2 separate regions of the Mus musculus genome follow, and region 2 is linked to region 1. The links are chromatin contacts, called in public HiChIP or PLAC-seq maps. All regions are on one chromosome and are shown on one strand. The core of a region is the stretch at or near the end of the contact, and the rest is flanking DNA. Distances in the headings are between cores, read along the strand shown.

Region 1 (5,920 bases), core at 1,465-3,964:
TTTTTTAGCCAACCTGGAGTTTAAACTGCTCCTTTAATTTGAACTGAGACTCTAAAACTGAGAATAGCAGTTTTTCCCCCTTTGTGAACAATTTTTACCAAGAACAGGCTACTTAATAAATACTAGCTCTAAATGAAACCTAGGATTTTCAGATGATATCTTTGTTTTTGTAGATATGCAGCAAAGAAAGGTATTCAATTTTATATGCATAGCTGTTTATTCTGTACTTATTTTAAAGATCAGTTGATAGAATGTCCTTTATATATATTGTTTCAGGTATTTGTTTATAGAATTTGACAAACTATAAATAAATATATGTATATAGTTAGATATAAGTGAATAATGAGCAATATAGTATGATATATAATATATATTATATATGTATATTATATATATATATATATCCCTTCAGTTCAGGTACAATTTGTGCTATGAATGCTGCAAACATTTTTTTTAACTATTTGTATTTATACTTTCTAAGTCAGCATTTATTTTTCTGGCTTTTTACCCACAGTGAAAGAATTCTAATAAAGATTTGCTGAGTTGGATTATAGAGTTACTGAAGTGATCACCTGTTGTAATGATTTATAGACGGATGTTGATATTTATATTTTTAATTACATCAATTTAAAAGTCTAGTTATTCACAGTAAAATAGCCCTATCTCCCCCTCCATTTTTACATCATAGAGGTACTTGTTTGATTAGCTTTTTAATATATTTGTATAATTTAATTTACAGATGTGTTTCTTTTGCTTATACAGAACAAATTTTTGGTTTTAACTACAATATGCATATATATGAGATATATTAAGTGTATACATATGCATACATATGAAAATGAAAACTTTTCCAAATTGTCTCAAATAGCCCACTCACTATAATTCCAGAAAATAATTAGAAAACCTGAGTTAAAGGTTTAGTAATTAATTGGATCCTGTGGTGATTCTGTGGAAGGCAAGTTGTTCATTTGTTACATTTGTATAGTCTGAAATGTGTTCTGCAGTAATGCAATAAGCTGGCCACTTTTTACAATGGGTCCAGTGAAAAATAATCTGTCCCTAAGATGTTATCAGCAAACACTTAGAGAGTTGCTCAGGGGAAGAGGGGCAGTGAACCCAGTAGAGAAGCAGGTTGGCTAAAATTGATTTTAAATTTAGAATAGCTGATGTTGGGAAATGGGGATGGCTGGGTTGTGAATTGGAGAAAGGAAGAAGGGAGAAGGGGAGAAAGCGGGGAAGAGGGGAGAGAGATCTTATGAAATTTTAAAAAGCTGGAATCAAATTGAACAGAGAGAGATGGGCAAAATAGACTAGTTTGATTATCTCCATCTTAATGTGAGAATAGATTTTGCTTAGATATAAGTCTTTTTTTTTAATCTAACAGTTTTTTAAAAGTGAATCACACACACACACACACACAGACACACACACACAAGTAAGGGGGGAGGCAGGGAATGTGGGCTTAGGCAAAGAAATCTTCATTGCATAGCTGAGAGACAAACAGGGAAAGGCCTACATTTAGATTGGAGGAAAAATAGGATGACTATTGCTTGCTTCTGCTATGGGCTTTATTTATGGAATAAGTATGTACTACCACGGAGGAAACACAGTATTAACTATCAAAAGTTGAAAGGAAAGCTGAATTCACATAGTAAAACTAATAGATCTAGATATTTAAGAAACATTTCGTTGGTGAGTGTTTGCTCTCTGGACAGCATAAATGAACACTCCATACTTATTTATAATTTTATAAAATGTTTATTTAAAATATAGAGAAATATAATTTCAATGGCAATATTTTTTGTACTTTCAAGTCCATAATGAAGTTGACTTTTTGTATTTATGGAACTAGATATTGGAGTACAAGTGTGCTTTAGCCCATGTCTAATTTACTAATATAGACGATGTGATTGGAAGTTTGTTTATTAGGCTTCCTAGACATAAGCAAGAATGAGTGTATATATATATATATATATATATAATTTGGTAGAGGCCTTTTTGAAGCCCAGTCTATGAACATATTTTATTTCATTAATTTTTATATGATTGACCCTCCCTCAGGATATCCTCTTTTAAAAATGACAATTTGCTATAGTATTGATACATTTAATTTTGCTTCAGACCTGTTACAGTGTTTTACTGTGTATTGTCACCAACTTTTTGCTGATTGCAGTAAGTTCAGTGCAGACAAACACTTCTAAAACTCTTTGGAGATTATTTTTGCGTAGACTTATATTGCTTAAAATGAAGTAAAGACTGACCTTTTTGAAAATGATCACGATTTAAAAATTAAAACTCCAAATTGTAATATTACAGATTTAGTATTTCAATTGACATAATTGGAAGTTAATGAAACTGTTAGTACATAAACACAAGGAAATGATTTAAAATGCAACAGACAGGGAATTTCTTCCAAATATTTTTTTCTGTAATTGCAATACTGGAAATCAAGTTAGTCTAAAACTGTTCTGTACAAGTGTCCTGATGATAGTGAAGGTAGTCTTCCCGTGTCTTCTATGGCTGGAATCATAGCAAGAGCAGAAAGGAAAAAAAATCTGTCCTGAAGTGTATTGATTATAATATGTATTCAAGTTGGTACATATTTCACCCCAAAGAGATGGGCACATAAAATATATTAGAAGTCTATATAAAATTTTGATTTTTACAACATGTATTTTCTACTTTGTCATTGAGGATTTTGCATGCATTGAAATAATTTTAATTTTGATAAATTAATTTTGTGAGTAGCTAATATAGTTGGTTCTTTTTAAGGCTAAAAGCCTGTTGGAGAATTAGGTTAACAAACGGTGACGGTGAAGATCATTGCAGGTTTCAGTGCTGGCTGAGATGGGTTGCTGAGGTTGTGTAACTGTGTCTAGAGGGGCGGGGTTCCTGTACATTCCTACTTCAGCAGATAACCCTGTCCCCAGCCATACTCCAGCTTCTCCCAGACAGACGGAAATCTCCAGAGGAAAATCTGCACAGCCCTTCTAAGAAGCAGGGTAGGTAAACATTGAGTTTTAAAATTTCCCCTCATTATACTTCTACTCAAGGCCGGATCCTGAAGTTACAAAAAGAGTAGTGGTCATCTAAATTCTCTTTAGCAACAATATGACTGAGTTCTTCCTACTGTAAGAGTTAAAGGGTGTTAGCGATCTTCCAGATAGCTGGAAAATCCATTTTCGATTTTTCTTTTGCTTCCAATTTCCCTCTTTTCTCTCACCCCAATTGCCCTGCTTTACCATTCCTCCAGGAACTCCTCCCCTAAGCTCCAATAGTTAAAACCAAGCTATCTTTTAGTTTCCAGCTCCTAAATTGGCCCTTTCCCCCACTCAGTTCTTGAAGACTTTGTCCAGGAAATGTAGGCCCAGGGGCGCTGGGCTGCGGAATATATGACGTAGTGTTATGTTTTGTCTTCCTCCCTCCCTCCCGATTTGGTGCCCCCACCCCACCCCCCAATCCAAGGTTCTGCTCGATGTTATCGGAAGGCTGCTGAGGACTTGAGAACTGTGAACACTCTCACCAGGAGATCGGTAAGTGAAAGTCTCCCTGCCGCACGTGGTGGTGGGTGGTTAGCGTGTCCCACAGGCTACTGTGGATGTACCCTTAAATCTAGACTCTTGGAGGCTTAAGTGTTCTTTTTTCCCACTTGGAAATTGTTCCAAGCGAGTAGATTCTCACAGCCATAGGTGGATGAATGCGTGATTTGTCCACGTGGGCAGAAATCATGGTGGCTGCCTAGGTAAAGAGGATTTAGATATTTCAAAGAAGGAAAAAAAGAAGATAAATTTATATGGAGAAGGCAATGGGATACTCTAGTATGTACAGAAGTGTAAGGTATTTCGTTTAATGGAGAAATTTCTGAATTTCATGGCTGCTTCAGAGAACAAGGAAATTTAATGTTCAAACCTGGGATCGTTGGCATAAAGACTTTTTTTTAATATCATTAAGAACCAATCTCTCTCTCTCTCTCTCTCTCTCTCTCTCTCTCTCTCTCTCTCTCTCTCTCTCTCTCTCTCCCTCTCTCTCTCTCTCATGCTTTCTTTTCTACTTTCACACTGGCATTGCCAGCCTCACCCAGTGCGGGCCCTCTTTCCTCAGTTCCTTTGGCTGCGACAAGCTATGGTCTCTACAGGACTAAGCGGATCTGGTGCAGGTCGAGTTCAGAGCCACTTGAGAGAAGGAGACTTCTTGGTCTCACAGAGGAGGAAAAAAAAATCGAGGGAAATGAGCACCGTTCTGGGCTTGACTTTGTCCCTGTTGGGAATAGCTCAGTTCCCGGCTTTGGAAATCTCAGGAAAATAATTGATTTTTAATGCACACTTAGGAGCCAGCGTTGTATGCTCCAGAGTCTGGCTGTCCCACGGTGGCTGCGAGCGCGCCAGACTCTGGCTGACTCCTCCCGAAGCTCCGGAGAGAGGCCGGGCTGCGGTGTCGGGATGGCCTGCCCTGGGACTATGGACTCGGACTGGCTTTGTCGAGGGCGCTGGGCTGGACTCCAAGTAGAGCGGCAGGACTCGGTCCGGAGTTGAGGTCTCGGGTTAGGGACTAACAACAGAACATGCTATTAGAACATGGACCAGGCAGTAGAGCTAGCTGGGGCTGCTCGGCTGCAAGGCCTGTTCTGGGCCCGCGTTCAGATAGCACTTGCGGGCCTCCCTGCCCAATGAGCCGCGCTGCTGGCGAGCAGCAACGCGAGGGCGCTCTAGCCCAGGACACCGCCGCCGCTTGGGGAACTGGTTTCCCAGAGCTGCGGACGCAGGCTCCCCTACCTTACCCTTCCTTCTTAGCCGTCTAAGATCCTTTCCCTACTTCTAAGAAGCTGTTAGTTAGTCTTTGTTTATGGGGTGCAGTTTCAGATCTCAGCACTCACCCGGTAGTTGGTAAAACTGATTTTTCAATAGTCTATCTCCTTCTGGTTTATTGCCCTCGCCTCTGTTATTCGGGTAGGAAATTTCCTGAACGCTAGGAGCAGCATGGAGTTAGGGAGACAAAAGCGGGCTGGGAAGCAGATTACCGCGGAAGCGCGGAGAATCGCTAGGAATCATCTTCCTTTTGGAAGAATTGAAGGGAAGAGATGAGAAATGCAGCGGGATGCTTCCACCTGCACCTCCCTCTTATAACAGTCAAGCATAGTTGTTAAGCTTCCACATCGCTGCTGCATCCTGGCCCTTTAGCAAAACTTAAAATAGGCGGAAATCCCGAGACCGTGATCTGAGAAGATACTTAAGATAATAACAAATAACTCAGAATTCTGCATGTAAGTCTGTAAGGAGAGATGGAATGGCCTACATCTTTTCCGGGTTTGTGGCCTAGAGCATTTCAGAGTCTTTGACATTGCGGAAAAGCCCTCACAGGAGGAAAGAGCATATAGCTCTTGGCGAAATTTGCAAACTTCGGGTGGCTACTAAAGAGCATGTTCAATAACTACACGTTTGGATATTCATTTTCCGGCTAAAGTTGAATTCTCCTATATTTATAGAATCCCGGGTTGAAATAGACACCTTCGTTTTCGTTCCTCCTCCTCATTTCCTGTTATTGCTTCCCTCTTTGTGTGCTTTAAGGAGCAAAGGTATCTTCCTGCTTAGGCAGATACTGTTTGTTTGTTTGTTTTAATTTGATTGAATAGGAAGACTGAAAACTGTAATGGGGTTAGAGCGAATTGTCTCTCGGTTGGTTCTTTCATTTTCTCATGACTCTGAAATTTAATGACCTAATCATTGTTGTTTGAAGTTAAATTATCTGTTAAATTAGCCCTAAACAATAACTGATGATATTTTTCCTTTGGGTCTGGTTGCCCCTGAATTCTTGGCTCTAGACGGGTATGGCAGGAGTCAAGAAAAATCCTTGATTGTGCAGTATTATAAAAATAATCAATTCACGGCTGATGTGCAATGATGTTATTTCTAAGTTGAGCATT
Region 2 (5,528 bases), core at 1,820-4,319, 770 kb after region 1:
TGAAAATCCACTTCCTTAATTCTATAGAAAGCTAGTCATACTGCATTTGTAGCCGTAACACAGTTGCAGATTTCCAAAAAGACTATTTTGTTCCATTTATTACAGTAGAAAAGAAATCCTTACTGAATACAAAACATTGCTGTTTTGATTATGTGAACTGATTGTGTGTAATTTTGCCACTTCTTTTTATGTCATCATGTCCATTGAATCCTTTTTAAAGGAAAATCATTTTCTAGACTAAAATGTTATCCCAAGAGCAGTTCTACTTTTGCTGACATGATTTTGATTAGGAAATTTAGATCTTTACGCTATATGAATACATTAGAAGAGGATTACTCTGATCGAGACTCCACAAGAGAGCTAAAATATACCACAAATAAATAATCAAGCATCTTGTATAAATTTAAAAATAAATCATGTATCATAAAAGTAAAAATGGCCAGTTTAGACTCAGGAAGAACACAGAGAGCATTGCAAATTTGTAGCAGAGTGAATCCAGGAACGAAAATTTTAATTAGATGGCAGCAACAGTAAGGTGACAGGACCGAGAACAGGTAAATCATCCAGGAATAGCAGTGCGCCGAGCAGAGCCAGCTGGTGCGGTGCTGCCTCAGTGTCAGGGAACTGAGCTGCATCTCGAAATGGGGACTGTGCAGACAGTCTGTTGCACAGCTGTTCTTGCTCGGAAACACGCAGCCAGGTCTGTTAGTGGTATCACTCTGCAGGTACTACAATGACAGTCAAGTTTCTAGGAAGGACTAGGTGTCTTGGGAGATGAAAAATAGAGCGTCATTAGAAATACAAAAAAAAAAATGTAAGGAAGGAAAAAAAGTATTTAAACCCCTCTCCTTTCCCCTTCCTGTCTTCATTTAGTGCGTTATGCTATCAATTGAGTTACTTAGTCGGAACTATAATTATCCTATCAGACTTACCATTCTTGAAAGAATCTGGACCAAAGACAATCAGCAAAAAGTTGTTGATGCTATTTTTAATGTTGAGTTTGATCACAAATGAATCCTGGGAGTTCAGTTTATAATTAAAATCACAGCAATGTGGGTAAATGCACTGCTCAAGATGGAGGCTTTCGTAACCTTTCTCTTCTTTCCCTTTATTGACATTTTTTGTTCATGGTTTAAATTCCTGTTTCTGTTGTTGAGACTCGGCTCCAATGATAATAAAAATAATTATTTTCTCCAAGGTGAAAATAAGGGGACTAAAATAGAACAAACAAGATAAAATGATCACTAGATGACAGAGCTATATCCTTAAGGGCATTTGCTTTGTATGGTGAGAGATGGCAAGAGGAAGACATAACTGTTTGATTATGTGATGCTAATAAATGCTAACATTTGTAAACTATCACTATGTAATCCTTTTCTACAAGGATTTGTGTTAATATCTCCATGGTTGTGATTAAATGGCAGGAGACATCTCTTAAGGGAAGGAAGATTTAAGTGGACTGATGAATTCAGAGTTACTGCTGGTGGTCAATTAACTGTGTGTTCCTGACATCTGTTCAGAGGCACAGAGGTCACTTCAAAGAATCTCTGTTGTGGGAGGCCACTGAAAGTTTTATGAAGTCAATGACTTCCTGAATTTGAGTTTTGAAAAGAGATCAGGGATGGAAGGCAGGTAGGCATTTTCACCTGATAAACAGTAACATGTCCTACTTAATTTCAATTGTCAGCTTGACTGGAATAAGAAATATCTTGAGGATTACGTCTACTTTTATGTGGGTTTATGATATCTTCTCCAGAGATGATTAATTGATGGTGGGAAATTCATCAAGAACATAGGCAGCATTCTTAATATTGAACTGAATAAGAAGGAAGAAACTCTGACAGCAAAGCCATTCAGTCTCTGTTCCCTGTTCTACCCAGATGTCTTCTACGGTTCGATATGTAAATCCTTGCCCCTCTCCCCCCGCCAAATCTGTGATCACTTTAATATAGGTTAGCATGCTAGACTGAAAACTTCACTTATTTTCCTTTCAAATTAGTAATGTTCATATCAGAAGTGTATTTAAAGGAGAATAATTATCAGGTTTAATATGGAGTTAGAAAATAAATGAGCTAAATACCTAATAAAAAATGGAAAAAAAAGAAAATAAAATGAGGAAAGTTACAGAATTCTCAATGTGTAACATATAAACAAACCTTCATTTACATAAACTTATTAATTGACTATTAATTTCATGTGACTTTGAAAATTAACTTCATTTTTAGTAAGGAGAGATTCTAGAATAAGATATTTTCTCCTTGATACATTTTCTCCTTGAGATATTTTATGCATAACATAACTATGTGTATATTTTACACTCTAGAAAATAATAAAAACACGTATTTCTACCCATCTTCCATAGTTTCTAAAGGCAAAACATGTTTATTTATTGTTTTATATTATTTCTTCTGTTTTGTTTTAAGTTTGCCAAGGCAAACTGATTGCAGTCTATGATGGTTAATCTTTTTATTTTATTTTATCTTATGTTAGAAATACCTAGGAGATACACTACTGGGTACCTGAAGTTTAAGAGTAAACTTTCCTAAACATGAGCTGGGCTCCCAGACTGAAATAAAGAGTAAAGGGATGAAAATATCTTATGAGCTGCCGTATTCTTCTCTCTTTAGCCCAAGATACACAATATGACCTCCCATCTCTTACTTCCACTTTCATATTTTTCTGTCACAGTAACTCAGTCAAGAGGAATCATTCTTCTTTTAAGTTGTTGCTGTTGCATTTTTTAATAATAAGAGGCACATACAACTATGACAAAGGAAATATATCTGATAGTAATCATGATCTAGGTGTTTGTGGTTTATTTGAAGATTTGGGAACTTACTAGAAGAGACCTCATCTCAGTGGAACAGAATGGTGAGAAGCCAAAGAGAGATCCAATAGTTTAAGGCTAGTATTTGAGAGTTGTGTGCCAAATTGCTCATAATCCTCCTGTACTCAAGGAGAAATTTAATAACTTGACTACAATGACTGTGAATCACTAGAGACACAGTGTGGCTTGTGCAGAACCTCACAGAGAACTGGCAGAAAGGTCTTAAAGTTGCTCTGTCCAGCCACATTTACAGTCATCGGAAGATGAGTTGTAGTGATGTCAGATGAACTGCAAGCCTCCCCTCAAGTCCCTTCCTAGGTTAACAATGAAAAGACAAAAGACAAGTGCCTGGGTGCCACGTGACATGAGGTGCTGCTTACTGCTCTGACACAAAGGTGCCATACAGTGTGATTTCTCCACTGTGGTCAGCTCTGGTTTGTACCTGATCAAACCAGCTTAGGAATTCAATTGGAATCATTGTTTCCCTTAATTTCTCTATAAAATCATGCTGCATTTAGTATGTCTCCTTTTGTACATGCCCCATGAGCCAAACTTTACACTAACAAATTTAGAAAGTAAGTTAATGAGTCAACATCAAAGAAAACAAGAATATGAACACTGCTTAAGTTCCTCTGAATGAGCAAAAGCCTAGGTCTGGTGTATAAACTTAAATGAGAACATCATGTGGATATTAGAATGACTGCTAACTGAATCATTAAGGAAAGCAAAGAAAATTTAACTTACATCATTGAAATTGTATAGGTTTTCAACCTCAAACAAAGATAAGGGAGCTAGTTCACCACAAACTTCTGTCAATCTTAAGAACAAAATATTTTTGGAGTGGGAGGAAGAGATAGATAAGTTTTACCCTCTCTCATTTCACTCAAACTGCCCTGGGCCTGGTTGTTCTCATAACTGGAGAGTAAGAAGTGTGAAATGACACAAAAGGCTTTCATTTTCCATTAGCATCTGCTCCGCTGTCTACAGATATCTTGAAAGTCTGTTTCAGATACCAGAAGTGTTCAACCTAGAACCTCATTTACAAATGAAAAGATAACCAGGAACTGGCAGGCTCTTGAGAAAATCCACCAGCAAGACAGAAACTAAAGTGGTCACAAAAATAAATGTAAATCTCACTCCTCCCAGAATGCACTGTTCTGGATGGGACAATGATGCATCTTTTTAAAAAAAATTAAAAAAAAGATAGATAAGAGAATATTATATTTATGTTTAAACTAAAGATAAGCTTATTATGTGAGTATGGATTTGATTCTGGGAGCAATAGATAACAACAAGATAATAGACAAATGGCAAAACTTAAAGCACTCATTAAGAAAGTAAAATAAATAAAAATGGTCAAGTCTTGAAGGAATAGGTTATTAATGTATCTTTATGAATTACAAAAGGACACTAAAGATAGAAGGAAACCTTCAAAGTCATTATATACAATTTTGTGACTCTTCAACTAAAATAAGTAAGTGATGTGCACACAGGTAAGTTTCATTGTCATAAGTGTTTATAAGCCAGTATTATCAAATTCATAAAAGCAATATGTAAAGGAAAAATATATATTGTGAAAAGTGGAGTTTCTCCCAACAGTCCAAGAAGGTCTCAATTTCAGGAACCCTAGTATTGTGGTTTTTAGAGGTTAAAGGAGAAGAGTGTGTTACATAATTCATACAGAAAGTTGTTTCATGAAGTTTAACACTCAAAATAAGTATGCCATAAATAAAGGATATATCATCATTGAGTAATAGGTATGAAATATTTATATGTCTGAAAGATTTACACATTTGCACATCTATTTTAGAGACAATTCCATTCAAGAACTGATCAAGAATCCTGGAATACTATTGCTAAGTTTAGAAAAATAAGTAACGGTGTGAATTGGAAAGTTGGTGGAAGAGCTGACACATAGTACAATACTATTGGGCAGTAAACTTCAAATATGTACAGATGTGCAGGATCATTGAACAAGGAAATATATTGGTGGGGGAGGTCTGGCAGAAACCAAACACAATTCAATGGCTAGCAGAGTGAGGGCAGAAATATTGTCTATTCAGAAGTCCTGGGAGATTTTTCTCTGTTTTTTTTTTTTTTTTTTTTTTTTTTTTTTTTTTTTTTACATTACTATACTATCAGTTATCAGAGTACATACCAACATGTAGCCTGCCAAGAGAGTGCAACTGGTACCAATTTTATGACACAATGCTGTCCACTATCCCACCATGGTTTCTCAGCTTGAAGCACCGATTACGTTACAGAAGCACAACATGAGGCACGTTATCATCAATGCACAACACTGTCTTCTAAGTCACCAGAACAGCTAGCAAGAAGATACTTCAATGAATAAAGGCATTCACGAAGCAAAGAGATTTGTTGAAATGTTATTGATTTCAACTTAAGTATTTCTAACTATTCATGACATTATTATATGTACATGACATTGTATACAATAAACTCACGAGTTTTCTTTAGCCCAGGTGGGAAAAAAAGTAATTTTGAAGAAACAGAGTCAACGACTTGACAGTTTCTAGTCAAGTAAATTAAAGTTTTAGAACTTCCAAATCTATGTTGAGAGGAGTCACTCTGATGTTTTAACTGTACTTATCAACATTTTATTATAAAATATAAACATCTAAATAGATCACTTATTACTTAGCATTATCAATTTTGGATCATAAAATTACATAGTGTGTGA

The links. HiChIP or PLAC-seq counts read pairs in DNA pulled down with a chosen protein or histone mark.
Region 2: a FOXA1 HiChIP or PLAC-seq map of pancreatic cancer cells shows a contact between it and region 1, with 19 times the contacts expected there. The contact joins the enhancer-like site here to the promoter of 3110039M20Rik in region 1. A contact is called at or near these places in 7 of 39 promoter capture datasets (the 3T3-L1 cell line, the HPC-7 cell line, embryonic stem cells and 2 more), 11 of 115 datasets of contacts at active chromatin or transcription factors (the NIH/3T3 cell line, SST interneurons, craniofacial prominence and 8 more) and 2 of 9 other capture datasets (embryonic stem cells and pancreatic islet).

The regions. Positions count from the first base shown.
Region 1 is chr12:49,386,938-49,392,857 of GRCm38.p6, forward strand. It overlaps 3110039M20Rik (RIKEN cDNA 3110039M20 gene), which reads left to right and starts at 2,715. Exons shown (of 3, transcript NR_026733.1): 1 at 2,715-3,002; 2 at 3,466-3,533.
Region 2 is chr12:50,157,727-50,163,254 of GRCm38.p6, forward strand. No RefSeq gene overlaps it. Among named protein-coding and RNA genes, the nearest start is that of Gm40419, 37 kb to the left of the region's middle. Within about 2 kb of position 3,070, at least 1 of the 459 cell types and tissues checked has an H3K27ac peak or open chromatin away from gene starts, as enhancers often do. A contact at or near this core is called in pancreatic cancer cells, where this site is marked.